2 separate regions of the Zea mays genome follow, and region 1 is linked to region 2. Evidence: chromatin contacts called from public Hi-C data. All regions are on one chromosome and are shown on one strand. Each heading gives the region's core, a stretch centred on a gene start, on an enhancer-like site or on the middle of the called end of the contact. The rest is flanking DNA. Distances are from core to core; before and after follow the strand shown.

The links. A called contact is a pair of places that touch in the nucleus more often than the background predicts.
Region 1: a contact with region 2 is called in a Hi-C map of leaf, with 9 times the contacts expected there. The contact joins the promoter of LOC100381939 here to the promoter of LOC103627275 in region 2. A contact is called at or near these places in 2 of 25 Hi-C or Micro-C datasets (ear and leaf).

What each region holds. Positions count from the first base shown.
Region 1 is chr5:175,354,572-175,361,302 of Zm-B73-REFERENCE-NAM-5.0, forward strand. It overlaps LOC100381939 (putative protein of unknown function (DUF668) domain family protein), which reads right to left and starts at 1,677. Exons shown (of 13, transcript NM_001174713.1): 1 at 1,244-1,677; 2 at 794-1,142; 3 at 123-448; 4 at 1-5. The coding sequence starts at 1,090.
Region 2 is chr5:175,092,977-175,100,221 of Zm-B73-REFERENCE-NAM-5.0, forward strand. LOC103627275 (putative MYB DNA-binding domain superfamily protein) reads right to left here and starts at 1,527. Exons shown (of 6, transcript XM_008647564.3): 1 at 1,365-1,527; 2 at 1,041-1,236; 3 at 742-828. The coding sequence starts at 1,444.

The DNA.
Region 1 (6,731 bases), core at 427-2,926, 260 kb after region 2:
CTTGCCTGCAAAGATGTGACCAGAATATGAAACCTTTCGTTATTTAGGAACATGAAAGATGGGCCACAACATCTGCTAAACCATATCACAGAAATCAAATGCTAACATATCTGTTGGCAAACCTCTTGTCAGCTGCAGCAATTCTCATCAGATAACCCATGTTGCTTGAAACTAATCGTTGTACACCTTCCGATAGAAGGACCATGTCCTGCAAGTAGTTCAGGCTTTCTTTGGACAAAGACTGCATGAGGCTCATGCCCTTAACTATTGTGTTTGCAACCTCAAATGCAAGGATTGATATTTTGTTCCCCTTTGTCGTTGGTCCTGCGACAAAACCCCCTCCAGGGCTCAAACTTGACATGCTGCTACTCAGATTATCTAGAACCTCTACTGCTTTCCCAAGTCCAGAGGTACTCTTTCTACCAAGCACTGTGCCTATGTCTGAAACCTGCAAGAAGAGTCGAGAAAAACAGAAGCATTAGGAAATCTAGCACAGTAAGCTTCTTCTGAACCATAGAAACATGTCTGAAAACTCTGAATACACAACACAACTCAATAGATTGGCGCATGCCCTATGCTACAATGTAAGAACTTAGTGCCTCTAATTACCAATAAGATCATAAGGTAACATTGTTTTCAGCAAAAATGTTGTCACTACACAGTACACAATGTACTACAACACCTAAGTCTCAATGCAGGATCTAACATTTGTTTCCCGACAATGAACTAACCAATTTTGATGCGCAATTTATACCAGCACATGTAAATCAAGATTCTAGAAGGAAAGACTTGCCTTGCTTGGACCAGCCTTGCCGGAGGCGCTTCTCCTAGGCTTCCCAGTCTTGGCCTCCTTGGAGACCGAGCGATGAACCTTGCCACTCGTTGATGGCGGCGAGCCCTTGTCAGAGAAACGAAAAGACTGATCGCTCACTTGGTTAGGATCCACCGCCTCCTCGACGGGCGCGGTCCTGTTCTTGCCGGCGGCTGAGAAGGCCTTGAAATCCTGCTCCACCACGAACCCCATCGCTCGGAATGAGAGCTCCGTTGGCGACTTGTCCCCTGCAATCCCCGCCGAACACACGCCGCCCATGGTGACAAATGTCGATGGGCCAAGAAATCCAATAGATCCACCAGCCAAGCACCTGTAAAGATGTGAGAATGGCCGTGAATATCGCTCATTCCCACCCGACGCCGGCGATAACAACGAAGTAAATGGATGCCGAAAAGATGGAACGAAGCTTACCCGTTCGAGGCGTCGCGTTGACGACGCTCCCGCCGAAGAAAAAATCAAAGCAGAAAGAAGGTGGCAACCTCCAACATACCAAGAACCAAGTGGAAATTGCGCCCTTTTGAGCACCAAACAAGGGAAGAGAATAGAAGGTATCAACCACCAGGCAAGTACCGATCGGGAGGAACCAGACAAGGGGGCCAAACCAAGACCGCGAGATTCCGCCGCCGATTAGTCAAGGAAGCCGGCTTCAGAGAGACAGTAGGATTAGATTTTTGACGGGGCCCAACCGCCGTTGAAAACTGCGGAACGAGGAGAGGGAGGGACGCTCCGGGCCGGAGCCGAGCAGCGGCGACAGGCACCTCCGACCGGCGGTGGTGATGGCGGCGACAGGACGGGTAGGAATCGCGTGCTTTTCAATGGTTGTTCCGATGTGGATTTGATCGGAGAGGTGTGACAGTCGCGCTTGCTAGCTTTGCTTGTGTTTCCTTCTTCTCGGTGCCAGAATTTATTTAAAAAAATAAAATAAAGGAGAATGGGCAAAGTCTACGGTTCAGACGGGTTTATTAAATGCAGGATCTGTCAGCCCACCGCAGCACTGACTTTTTGAGACATTTGACTTTGCGCTATTTGTCGACTGGTTTAAGAAATTTCTATCTCCTAAAAGAATATTTTATGTCTTTTACGCTACACTCTAAAATGATTCTGTCTTTTATATCTTCTTAGTCTCCAGCAAAATCCCCTAAATTTAGCCCTTTATACCTACAGTATTAAAAATCCATTATATATAATATTTATTCTATCTTTTTCATATAATTTGGTACTCAATATATTAAATTAAAAATTAGAAATGTATTTTATTTCGAATTCCCCAAGGGTGAAAATCCCCAAAATCCCTTCTGTGTGCACCGCCGCGGCGTTGGTGCTCGTCCCCGTCGTGCGCTCTCCTCCTCCATGGCGTTGGTGACTGGTCGTTCGTCGTCCTCGTCGGTGGTCGCTCTCTCTCCTCGTCCTCAGCGAACTGTCGCGTCTGTGTTCTCTGCGGCTGCACACGTCCTCCTCGCCAGAGGTCACGCGCTCGTCCTCCTCGTCGGCGACCACGACATTCTGGTGCTCCTCCCTAGCGATCCGTCGTGCACTCGCGCGAGCTCGTCCTCCTCTCGGTGATTTGATGTGTGTGCTGCTACTCGTCTCCGGCAATTCGCGCGCATGCGTCCTGACGAGTTCATCACGAGAACAACAGTGAGCTAGAGGTTTGGACGTATAGAGGATACACAATAAATCGCCAAATGTAGTGGGCGAAGGATAAGCGCTATAATTTAACGGACGTGATAGAGAACGATATTGGACAGCTTCAGGAGGATAAGAAACGCTAAATATAGCTTTCAAGACCATTTGCAGCCCCTTGCTGGAGTCAGCCTAAGTCTCAGATATGTTGTACTAATAGCCTTACAAATTGTGCTTTCTTTGTGTCCAGGCTTATAGCCTTAGGATTTATCTAACAAAGTCTTGAGATGGTATGTTAGACGGACAATACGGTTATACAACCAACATTTCAATGCTCGATCGTTCGGATTCTTCAACGGATGTGACTCGCGAGTTGGAGACTAGACTGCTAGGTGTAAGCTCGCAAAAATGACGAAACACACAAACAACTTTATAGGTCTTAAGCTTTCGACACTCGAGAGGTAGGAAATGATCGAAATTGATCAATAGCTCGGTTTGTATAATCATACGTGAGAGCTAAGGATTTAATCCGTGCAAGTATAATTTTTGAATCATTTAATATTATGCTTTAAGTGGATAAAGGTAACATAATTAAAATATTAATTATGTCTTTTATAAGGTTTTAGCTAAAAGTCATATAAACTATCAATATAACTTTTCATCTATTTATATTATAGTTTATGAATATTGTCAACTTACTTTCCAAATTTAAGACTTATTGTTTATGTTTTTAACTTAACCTCCGAATTTTAAATTGATTGTGTAATTTGATTTAAAAATTGTTTAAAATTGTTAGATGGTTTGATCAAATATATATATGAAAACTTTACATGACATACCTTACATTAAAATTCTAGATACGCCACTGCCCGAAAATATAGTGTGTTTAGTTTGAGGAATAAGTTAGTCTATCATCTTATCACTCCTAACCTTTTTTGTTTGGTTTGTAAAATAAAATGAGTTGATCCGTCATAATTTCATTCCTCATAAGCTAATAATTAGTATTAATATAAAGAATGATTTCATCCATCAAATTTATCTAATAGACTCATGATACGTCGCCTCGTCTAGAATGAATTGGTTCTTCAAACTAAACACCTCTTTAGCGTCCCGCATCCGGCATCTCTCTTCACACATATTTTCGCGTGAGGCATTGCTCCCTAATCCATCCGAGCGCGCATCTCCCACGTTTTTTTCTTGGGTGCGACGAAATCTCGAGACGCCGAGGCAGACGAGGGAACAAGAAGACCGGCTGACCGAGGGCAACTAAGAGGTGAATGCACTATAGTTAATAGTTAGTGACTAAAATTAGCTAGAGACATCCAAACACTTTAGCTAATATTTCAGTTATTAGCTATTTTTAGTAAATTAGCTACTAGCAAAGTTTTAGTCAATTCACTGTTAATTCTAGTGCATTCAAACACCCCTAAGTAGCAGCATGTATCTGATTTTTGCGATCCCCAACCGAGAAGGCCTTGATTCGCCGATCTGGGAGCGACAGGGGGGAGAGATTACACAGATCGGGGACCTCATGCTGCTTCGATTTGAGCTTGTTCCTACTAAGTGAAAGTCGCCTTAAGGGGGGGTGAATAGGCAAATCTGAAATTTATAAAGATTAAGCACAACTATAAGCCGGGGTTAGCGTTAGAAATACAAACGAGTTCGAAAGAGAGGGTGAAAACAAATCACAAGCAAATAAGGCGGATGTGTCACACCCGGTTTTAGAAGGCAAACCGAATGCGAACCATGTACGTGCCAGGATCAGTTATTCACGTACACAGCAGTTACATAATATGGACATCATCACACAGTGCTCAAAATAGTATTAATAAGGGAAATAGTCGATTACATCATACGTCTGAGACGTCCATATAGTTCTTACAATAAATCAAAGTGCGGAAAAGAAACGTAGATAACGCGGCCTTCACAGGCAGCCGACTGGGGGTTGCCGCTAACCCACACCTAGAACTCGTCGTAATCTTGGAACTCCTGGAAGTCTCCTTCCACAGCTTCATCTTCGCCTGAGCAGTGGTTGCAATGCTGACAACCTGGGGGGGTTGGTGTGTAGAGCAAGGGTGAGTACACATCAACATACTCAGCAAGTATCCTGTTTGGCTGTAGTGGACTAGCTTTATGTGGGGATAAGTCAAGCAGTTGCTTTTAGTTGGTCAGATTATTATTTACTAGTAGAAAGCCAAGTTTTAGCATTAACCCAAGTTATTAACCCGATGTACCCTTTCCAAACGGAAAGAATACCACTTACCAGCACCATAGTCATAACCAAAACCATCAATCTCATAACCACCTGTACCACAATGTCTCTGATCAAGTACCACTAATCACTGGAGCTCCCTTGGCCGCTCATAACCGCGAGCACGGCTGATATATCAGTTTTCAAACACTCTGCAGAGGTTGTGCACTTTACCCACAAGCCGTGATTCCCTCTTGCCTCGGGCCGATCAAACCCTTAAACACTACCAAGGTGAATAGGCAGGGTTTCACTACGTAGCCTTTACAAAGATTCCCCGGGGCTGTAGTCACCCGTTAGGTTTCCTAAATGCACCGCACTCCTCCCCAAGGGGCGAACCCAAACTTGGCAGAGCGAGCCGCATACACCGAGCCCCATTGACGGCACGACGGCTAAGTGAACTACATCCCGGATCCTCTAATTATTCAGCTAAGGGCACCCCATTCCACCCTCATGGTTGCACTGTTTTCCCGGGCGGTCATCCATAGAACAGGTCCTTACGGAGAGGCACTCGAGAAACCGCTCGAGCCCCCTTGAATACCACAAGTACAACATCATAATAAGAGAAGGGAAAACAGCGTATCATAGATAATCTCATCATGTTCATTGATTAGAGTTGAGCAATAGCATAAAGCTAAACAGTAATAATCCAACCCAAATAGGTAAACAAGGACATGGATAACAAAAGCTAGTCAATCCTTAGGTATAAAGGTGTAATGCGGGAGGTGAATTAAATAATGAATAGGACAGAGATAGGTCAAAGGACACTTGCCTCCACCAAACGACTGCTGCTCAGGGGCTTCTCCTGCGGGTTCCTCGGGCTCTTCGACCGAATTGTTCTCTATGCGATTGCAAACATACATACATCCACATATTTAATACAAAAGAACAGTACACCATACAAGGAAACAAATAAAGCGAATATGCATCAAGTATGACATTCGATATCGCATTTGTTATGGTTAGAAAGAAACGGGAAAGGGTCTCGCAGGGGGTTAAATCTTATGCACTAACGATCAATTACAATTGGTTCTTAACAAAAGAATTCTGTTATATGCACTAGTGGGAACCTAATCATTTTAAGTTGATCAACATCGCACGAGATAAACAATTAACTACATGAATCAATTAGCATAACGGAATTTTAAATTAAACTTCCTATTTCAATGGCATATGAACAACGATTAGCCTACTTAAAATAAAATAGCTATGATCACAGAAAGTAAATAAAATAAAATAAAACGAAATAAATAAAAAAAAGGGGGGGGGGGGCGGTTGAACCGGCCCTAGGGGCGGTTGAACCGGCCGGCTGGGCGGCGAGCTGGGCGGCGGGGGCGGCTGAGCCGGCCCGGTTGAACCGGCGGCCAGGCGAGCGCGGGGGGGGGGGGGGGGGGGGGGTCGGGCTGGCCAGGCGGCCGAGCCGGCCAAACGGCCAGGCGAGCGCGCAGCCAAGGCGGCCAGGGGGCGCGCCGGCCAGGGCGGCCAGGCGGCCAAGGGGCCGGGCGGGCGGACGGCTGGGCGGCCAGGGGGCGCGCCGGCGGGGGGCACGGCCGGGGGCTGGCCGAGCCGGCCAGGGCGCGGCCGGGCGGGGCGGGCCGAGCCGGCCATGGCGGCGGCCAAGGCGCCGAGCGGCAAGGGGAAAGGGGAGGGGGGGAATGGGGAAGGGAGGAGAGGGGGAGGGGGCTCACCGGCGATGGGGACGGGGCGGGGCGGGGCGGCCGAGCGGGGCGGCCGATCGGCGACGGGGAGGGGCGGCGCTAGGGCAGGGGGTAGGGGCGGCGGCGGCTTAGGGTGAGGGAGAGAAAATGGGAGAAAATGAGAGGGAGAGAGAAAGAATTTGGGGGAAAAGGGGAGGTGGGGGGCGGTTGGGCCTTTTGGGCCCAAGGGGGGGGCGCCAGGGGCGGCTGGGCCGGCCGGGGTCGGCCCACGGCGCGGGAGAGAGAGAAAAAAGAGGAGAGAGAAAGAGAGAGAGAAAAAAGAAAGAAAAGATCTTCTCCTCATTTTCGAAATCCGATCTTTCTACATGAA
Region 2 (7,245 bases), core at 277-2,776:
TCTGGACATGGAGTGAATCATGGAGAAGCTCTTTCTCCAGCTCCCAGCCTCCTAGTTCATTTCAAAGAATCACTTCACAAAATCAGCAAAGAATCACTTCAGTATAAAAACTGTTTGGAAGCTGGATTCAGCCTGGAAGCTGCTCTAGGAGCCCTGCCAAACTGGCCCTATGATTTTTTTTCTTGCTATTTGAATTTCAAAACATTGCATCAAGTCTGTTGGAACTTGGAATAAAGTGAGGCTTCTATTGTTGGAATATGTGAAACCCTAACCCTAATCCTGGGTTGGGAGTATATTATATATAGGAGTTAGGTGGGCCAAAGCCCATGACAATAGGGGTAATCAGGGAAATACAGGGAAACCCTAACCTAACCCTAAACAGTGGTCTAACATCTACAACCATTCTGGATAAGGTTGCAGTAAAAGATTAGTTTGAGCAAGTCAATCACAATAGCGCAGCACATCAGTATACTTTTTTTAGATAAAGAAACAGTGTCCCGGCCTTTACACTTACGAATAAGTGTATGTGTTCTAAACACTTCCGGATACTTGATCGTGGTAAAATAAGGTATTGAAAAATGGCAGGCAATGCTACACAAGCAGGTGCCTCTCGCTCATCCTGGATATTTTAGAGCATCGTCAATTCAATGAAAAAAAGGAGCACTAAACAGGATTTGGTATCATACGTTCTAAAATCGGAATGACCATCCTACAGTATGGTTTCCAGACATGAAGTGATACCTTGGCCAATGCAGAGGCCTCAGATAAAGCTTCCTTGGTCTCGCTGGGATTGGGTTCAAGCTCCAATTCCAGGTCACTGTCATCGCCCTACAATTGTCAAGAAGATGCACATAAAAAATATAGCACGAATTACAGAAGGAGCAGCCAACACAAGAACAGACCGAAATCCTGTGTGTGCTACCTTAAGATCCAAACAATCACCACTACAGAAGTCCAAGCTACTTGATGCCTTGGCGCCTTGCAAGCCAATCCAAAAGGGAAAGCAAAATCTAGGGTTTGGGTGGGGTAGGATTACAAACCAGAGGCAGGTCACCGGCTTCGATGCTCTCGTTTAGGTCGTGGTGATATGCTAAGTAGCGCCAGAGCATCTGGTACTCGCGGGCGGAGGTGATCCCCGTGGCCGACTTCGCCACCACCGCCCTCCAGTCGATGATCCGGCCCTCCGCATGCTGCGCCACCTCCTGCAGCGCCGTCAGGATCGTCCCCGGATTGTACCTGTGCGGGGGGAGAAGGATTGCAAGCGACGCGGTGAAGTAAAACCCTAGGAGAAAGCGAGCTGCCCGAGGAGAGAGCGGTGAAGTAAAACCCTAGGCGTAAGGAGGAGGAAGGACGGACGGACGGACCTTTGGAGGAGGCAGACGTCGTCCTCGGAGAGGTGGCGCTTTCGTTTTCCCTTGCCCGCGGCCGGCGCCGCAGCTGCCATGTCCCGGCAGGTCGGCGTTTGGTGGGGCAGCTGCAGTCCTCGACTCCTCGTACTTGTTTGTTTTGCGGAATAGTTGTGATTTAGCGAGCAACTGTATTTAATGGAATAGCATCTCCACCAAATTACAATAAGGCCCGTTTGTTTCGTTGTAATTGAATTCCATTTTAATAATTATAATTTAGACAAAACTAATTAAGTTTATATATTTATATATGTAATATATTTGTATATTATCCTAAATCATATGAGAGAGATAGTTATATACTACATTTATGTTATAGAGGCGCAAGTAGAAGAATATGCTATAAGTTGTACATCAGAAAAATAGCATGTAAATCTATAGAATCCATTTCCATCTCTCACCTCATGAATTTGAAGTAGGCTTATATGATAACTTTGGAAAGTAGTGGAATGTCATATTCTACAAAAATAGTCTATTTAATTAGTAAGATTTCAATTTCTCGAAATGAAAGGAAACAAACGGGCCCTAAATAGTCTCTATTTTCTATAAAAAAATACTTTATCTAAAAGTGCAAATAGTATGAGTTGGAGGTTTTGCCGAATCTCATTTTTTTAGCTCGTGTGTTGATGTTCATCTTGAATCTTGATCTTTTCTCGGCTCCTACCACACCTTTTTTTTGTGCCCGTTACCTACATCTAGAGCTGACAATGGGCTCTAAATTTTACACTATAAGATTTAAGGATCAGATCATTTTGTGCCCGTTACCTACATCTAGAGCTCGTGTGTTGATGTTCATCTTGAATCTTGATCTTTTCTCGGCTCCTACCACACCTTTTTTTGTGCCCGTTACCTACATCTAGAGCTGACAATGGACTCTATTTCTATTTATTTTTGAACTACAAATTATTTAGGGCCCTACCATTTTGAGAAGAAGCATTTGGATCACGATCCATTACCATCCCTGTCTACATCTTATAACGTTATCTCTGTCGGATGTCGGAGACGACACTCTAGCCAGGTGACGGAGTGCACCCGTCTAATCCTGTTAACTAGAGAGAGTCTAGAGATTGCCTGATTAGTTGTAATAACTCCAAAACACAAGGGTTACAATGGTTCGGGCTACCGGAGCGTAATACATTATATCCTCTGTGAGCTGTATTGCATGAGGAACGGAAGTCAGTATGTGTCTGAGGGTCTCCTGGGGAGTCTGCCATGTGAAAAGCCTGAGTTGGAACCCTTGGTGGGTGTGTGCTCTTCCCTTTTATAGCCTAAGGGATACACGTACATAGCGGTCTAGCCCCGACAAGTGGGCCTGGTAAATCTAATGCTAGATATGCAAAAGGCGAAGTGGTGGCTTGGACGGATATCTTCTCTTGGCCTCCGTGTAGATCTCCTGGCTTGTCACGCCCTTGCCACGTCTAGTCGGAGCACAAGCGCAGGCGTAGGTTGCGGCATAGGCTGATATGTTGTTGTGCGCAGGGGTATGGACAGTGTAGTCATGTCTTCTCCGCCTATGCTGTCACGTCCGGCTCCGACAAAACGGCGCTTCATGATGGCGTCTTCCACGCACGTGGCACAGCGGCCTCGATAACGCGTGGATGTCACACCCGGATTTTGGGGCACCAAGACCCGGGCGCGAACATAATCACCAGGTGTGCTGGGACCAAGTCTCACACATATGATGAATCATGGCACAGGATCGAATGTCACATTTTTACTACATAACAGGAGTTTTGTACAAAATAAATAAATAAATACATTATATGGAGACAACGGTCCAGCAACCCAAAGTTGACTGGGAGACGACGGCCTAGACCTCTCACGAACACATCGCAGCATCCTCCAAGCGCCTCATCCTGCGGTACCTGTTCTTGACCTGTGGGGGGGGTGAGACAGTAAGAGTGAGCTCACATACTGAAAGAGAAATGTGCCTTTGGGCCATTTCTAAGTATTTTGGTGATTGAGTGCCAACGCAAGTGCTTTTGTGTTGATCTATGCAATGTGGTGAACAAAGTGCAAATCATGTCAAAAGGTATGTTTCTAGACTTAGTACATTGTTTTATGGACTAATGTATTGTGTCTAAGTGCTGGAAACAGGAAAGATTGAATTGGAAATGAGATGGCTCTGTTCAGCCAAAGTCAGCTCGGTCTGGGTGCACCGGACTGTCCGGTGGTGCACCGGACTGTGTCCGGTGCGCCAGGCTGGCTCAGGCGAACTGGCTGCTCTCGGGAAGAAATTAACGGCGTACGGCTATAATTCACCGGACTGTCCGGTGTGCACCGGACAGTGTCCGGTGAACCAACGGTCGACCGGGCCAACGGTCGGCCGCGCGATCTGCGCGGGACACGTGGCCGAGCCAACGGCTAGAAGGAGGCACCGGACAGTGTCCGGTGCGCCAACGGCTCTCAAACTCCAACGGTCGGCTTCGCTAAATAAGGAAGGATATTCGCACCGGCCAGTGTCCGGTGGTGCACCGGACTGTCCGGTGCGCCAGGCGACAGAAGGCAAGATCAGCCTTCCTGGAATGTTCTCAACGGCTTCTAGCTGCCTTGGGGCTATAAAAGGGACCCCTAGGCGTATGGAGGAGAACATCAAGCATACTCAAAGCATTCCTAAGCACCAAGACTTCGATTCCACGCATTTGTTTCTTCGTGATAGCATCTAGAGCTCTTGTTGAGTTGTGAACTCGTCGGGTTGTGTTGCGAGCTCTTGTTGCGACTTGTGTGCGTGTTGACATTCTGATTTTGTGTCTTGTGTGTGTTGCTCATCCCTCCCTTACTCCGTGCTTCTTTGTGAACTTCAAGTGTAAGGGCGAGAGGCTCCAAGTTGTGGAGATTCCTCGCGAACGGGATTAAGAAAAGCAACGCAAAACACCGTGGTATTCAAGTGGGTCTTTGGACCGCTTGAGAGGGGTTGATTGCAACCCTCGTCCGTTGGGATGCCACAACGTGGAGTAGGCAAACATTGGTCTTGGTCGAACCACGGGATAACCACCGTGCCATCTCTGTGATTGATATCTTTGTGGTTATTGTGTTTTGTTGAGACTCCTCTCTAGCCACTTGGCAATTATTGTGCTAACACTTAACCAAGTTTTTGTGGCTTAAGTTTCAAGTTTTATAGGATCACCTATTCACCCCCCCCTCTAGGTGCTCTCAATTGGTATCAGAACCGTTCTCTTCACGAAGGGACTAATCGCCCGAAGAGATGGATCCTAAGGGGAAGGGAATCATGATCAACGATAAGGAGAAGGAGTCCTTCGTCAACGAGCCGAAGGATGACAAGCCTACCGACTCGGGCTCGAGCCACAGACGCAAAGATGGGAAGAAGAAGAAGATGAGACGCATCAAGGAGATCGTCTACTATGACGACAGCGATGAGTCCACTTCTTCCCAAAAGGACAACGAAGACAACGACTATGACAAACGAAAGACGGTTAACTCAAACTTTTCTTTCGATTATTCGCGTATCCCGCATAGCTCAAATGCACATTTGCTTTCCATCCCTCTTGGCAAACCTCCACACTTTGATGGGGAGGACTACGGATTTTGGAGTCACAAAATGCGTAGTCACTTGTTCTCTCTCCATCCAAGCATATGGGAGATTGTTGAGAATGGAATGAAATTTGATAGCTCGAATAGTCCTATATTTATTAATGAACAGATTCATAAAAATGCACAAGCTACTACTGTGCTATTAGCCTCTTTGTGCAGGGACGAGTACCATAAGGTGAGCGGCTTGGACAATGCCAAGCAGATCTGGGACACCCTCAAGATCTCTCATGAGGGGAACGACGTCACCTTACTCACCAAGATGGAGTTGGTGGAGGGCAAGCTTGGAAGATTCGCGATGATAAGGGGCGAGGAGCCAACCCAAACATACAACCGGCTCAAGACCCTCATCAACAAAATACGGAGCTACGGAAGCACGCGATGGACGGACCACGACGTCGTCCGCCTAATGCTAAGGTCCTTTACTGTACTTGATCCACACTTGGTAAACAATATTCGTGAAAATCCTAGGTACACCAAGATGTCGCCCGAAGAAGTCCTTGGAAAGTTCGTAAGTGGGCGAATGATGATCAAGGAGGCAAGGTACGTGGACGACGCGTTGAACGGTCCAATCCATGAGCTTCAACCCATTGCTCTCAAGGCAACGAGGAGCAAGGAGGCGCTACCTAGCAAGGTGGCGCAAGTTGAGGCGGCCGGGCTCAATGATGAAGAGATGGCCCTCATCATCAAGCGCTTCAAGACGTCGCTAAAGGGTCGCAAGGGACAACCAAGCAAGACCAAGACAAAGGGGAAGCGCTCATGCTTCAAATGTGGTAAGATTGGTCATTTTATTGCTAACTGTCCCGATAATGATAGTGACCAGGAACAAGGGGGAAAGAGGGAGAAGAAGAAGGCATACAAGAAGGCTAAGGGCGAGGCACACCTTGGCAAGGAATGGGACTCGGATTGTTCGTCATCCGACTCCGAAAATGAAGGACTCGCCACCACCGCCTTCAACAAGTCATCCCTCTTCCCCAACGAGCGTCACACATGCCTCATGGCGAAGGAGAAGAAGGTATGTACTCGAGACAGTACTACTTATGATTCTTCTAGTGATGATGAGTCTAGTGACGAAGAAATAGATTACTCTAGTTTATTCAAGGGATTGGATAGAACTAAAATAGATAAGATTAATGAATTGATTGATGCCTTGAATGAAAAGGATAGACTTTTAGAAAAACAAGAGGACCTTTTATATGAAGAGCATGATAAATTTGTTAGTGCACAAAATTCACTTGCTCTAGAAGTTAAAAGGAATGAAATGCTTTCTAGTGAAGTGTCTACATGTCATGACTCTATCTCTAGTTTAAAGAGAATTAACAATGATTTAAATGCTAAACTAGAAGCAGCAAATAAATCTAACTCTTGTGTAGAACATGTTATGATTTGCACTAGGTGTAAAGATTTTGACATTGATGCTTGTAGTGAACACCTAGTTTGCATTTCTAAATTAAATGATGAAGTGGATAGTCTTAATGCCCAACTTAAGACTAGCAAGAGTGAATTTGACAAGCTAAAATTTGCAAGGGATGCCTACACGATTGGTAGACACCCCTCAATTAAGGATGGACTTGGCTTCAAGAGGGAAGCCAAGAACTTAACAAGCCATAAGGCTTCCATCTCCACCAAGGAGAAAGGGAAGGCCCCTATGGCTAGTAGTGTGCAAAAGAACCATGCTTTTATGTACCATCATAGGAGACAGTCTAGAAATGCTTATAGGAGTTATAATGCTTATGATGCTTTTGATTCCCATGCCATGTTTGCCTCTAGTTCTTCCCATATGCATGGTAGAGATATGTCTAGGAAGAATATTGTTCATGCTCCTAGGAAAGTAATGAATGAACCTTCTACAATTTATTATGCTTGCAATGCTTCCTTTGCTGTTTGTAGAAAGGATAAGAAGGTAATTGCTAGGAAGTTAGGGGCCAAATGTAAGGGAGACAAAACTTGCATTTGGGTCCCTAAGACCATTGTCACTAACCTTGTAGGACCCAACAAGAGTTGGGTACCTAAGACCCAAGCCTAAATTTGCCTTGCAGGTTTATGCATCCGGAGGTTCAAGCTGGATTATCGACAGCGGATGCACAAACCATATGACGGGGGAGAAGAAGATGTTCACCTCCTACGTCAAAAACAAGGATTCCCAAGATTCAATAATATTCGGTGATGGGAACCAAGGCAAGGTAAAAGGGTTAGGTAAAATTGCTATTTCATCTGAACACTCTATATCTAATGTGTTTTTAGTTGAGTCTCTTGGATACAATTTGTTATCTGTTAGTCAATTATGCAA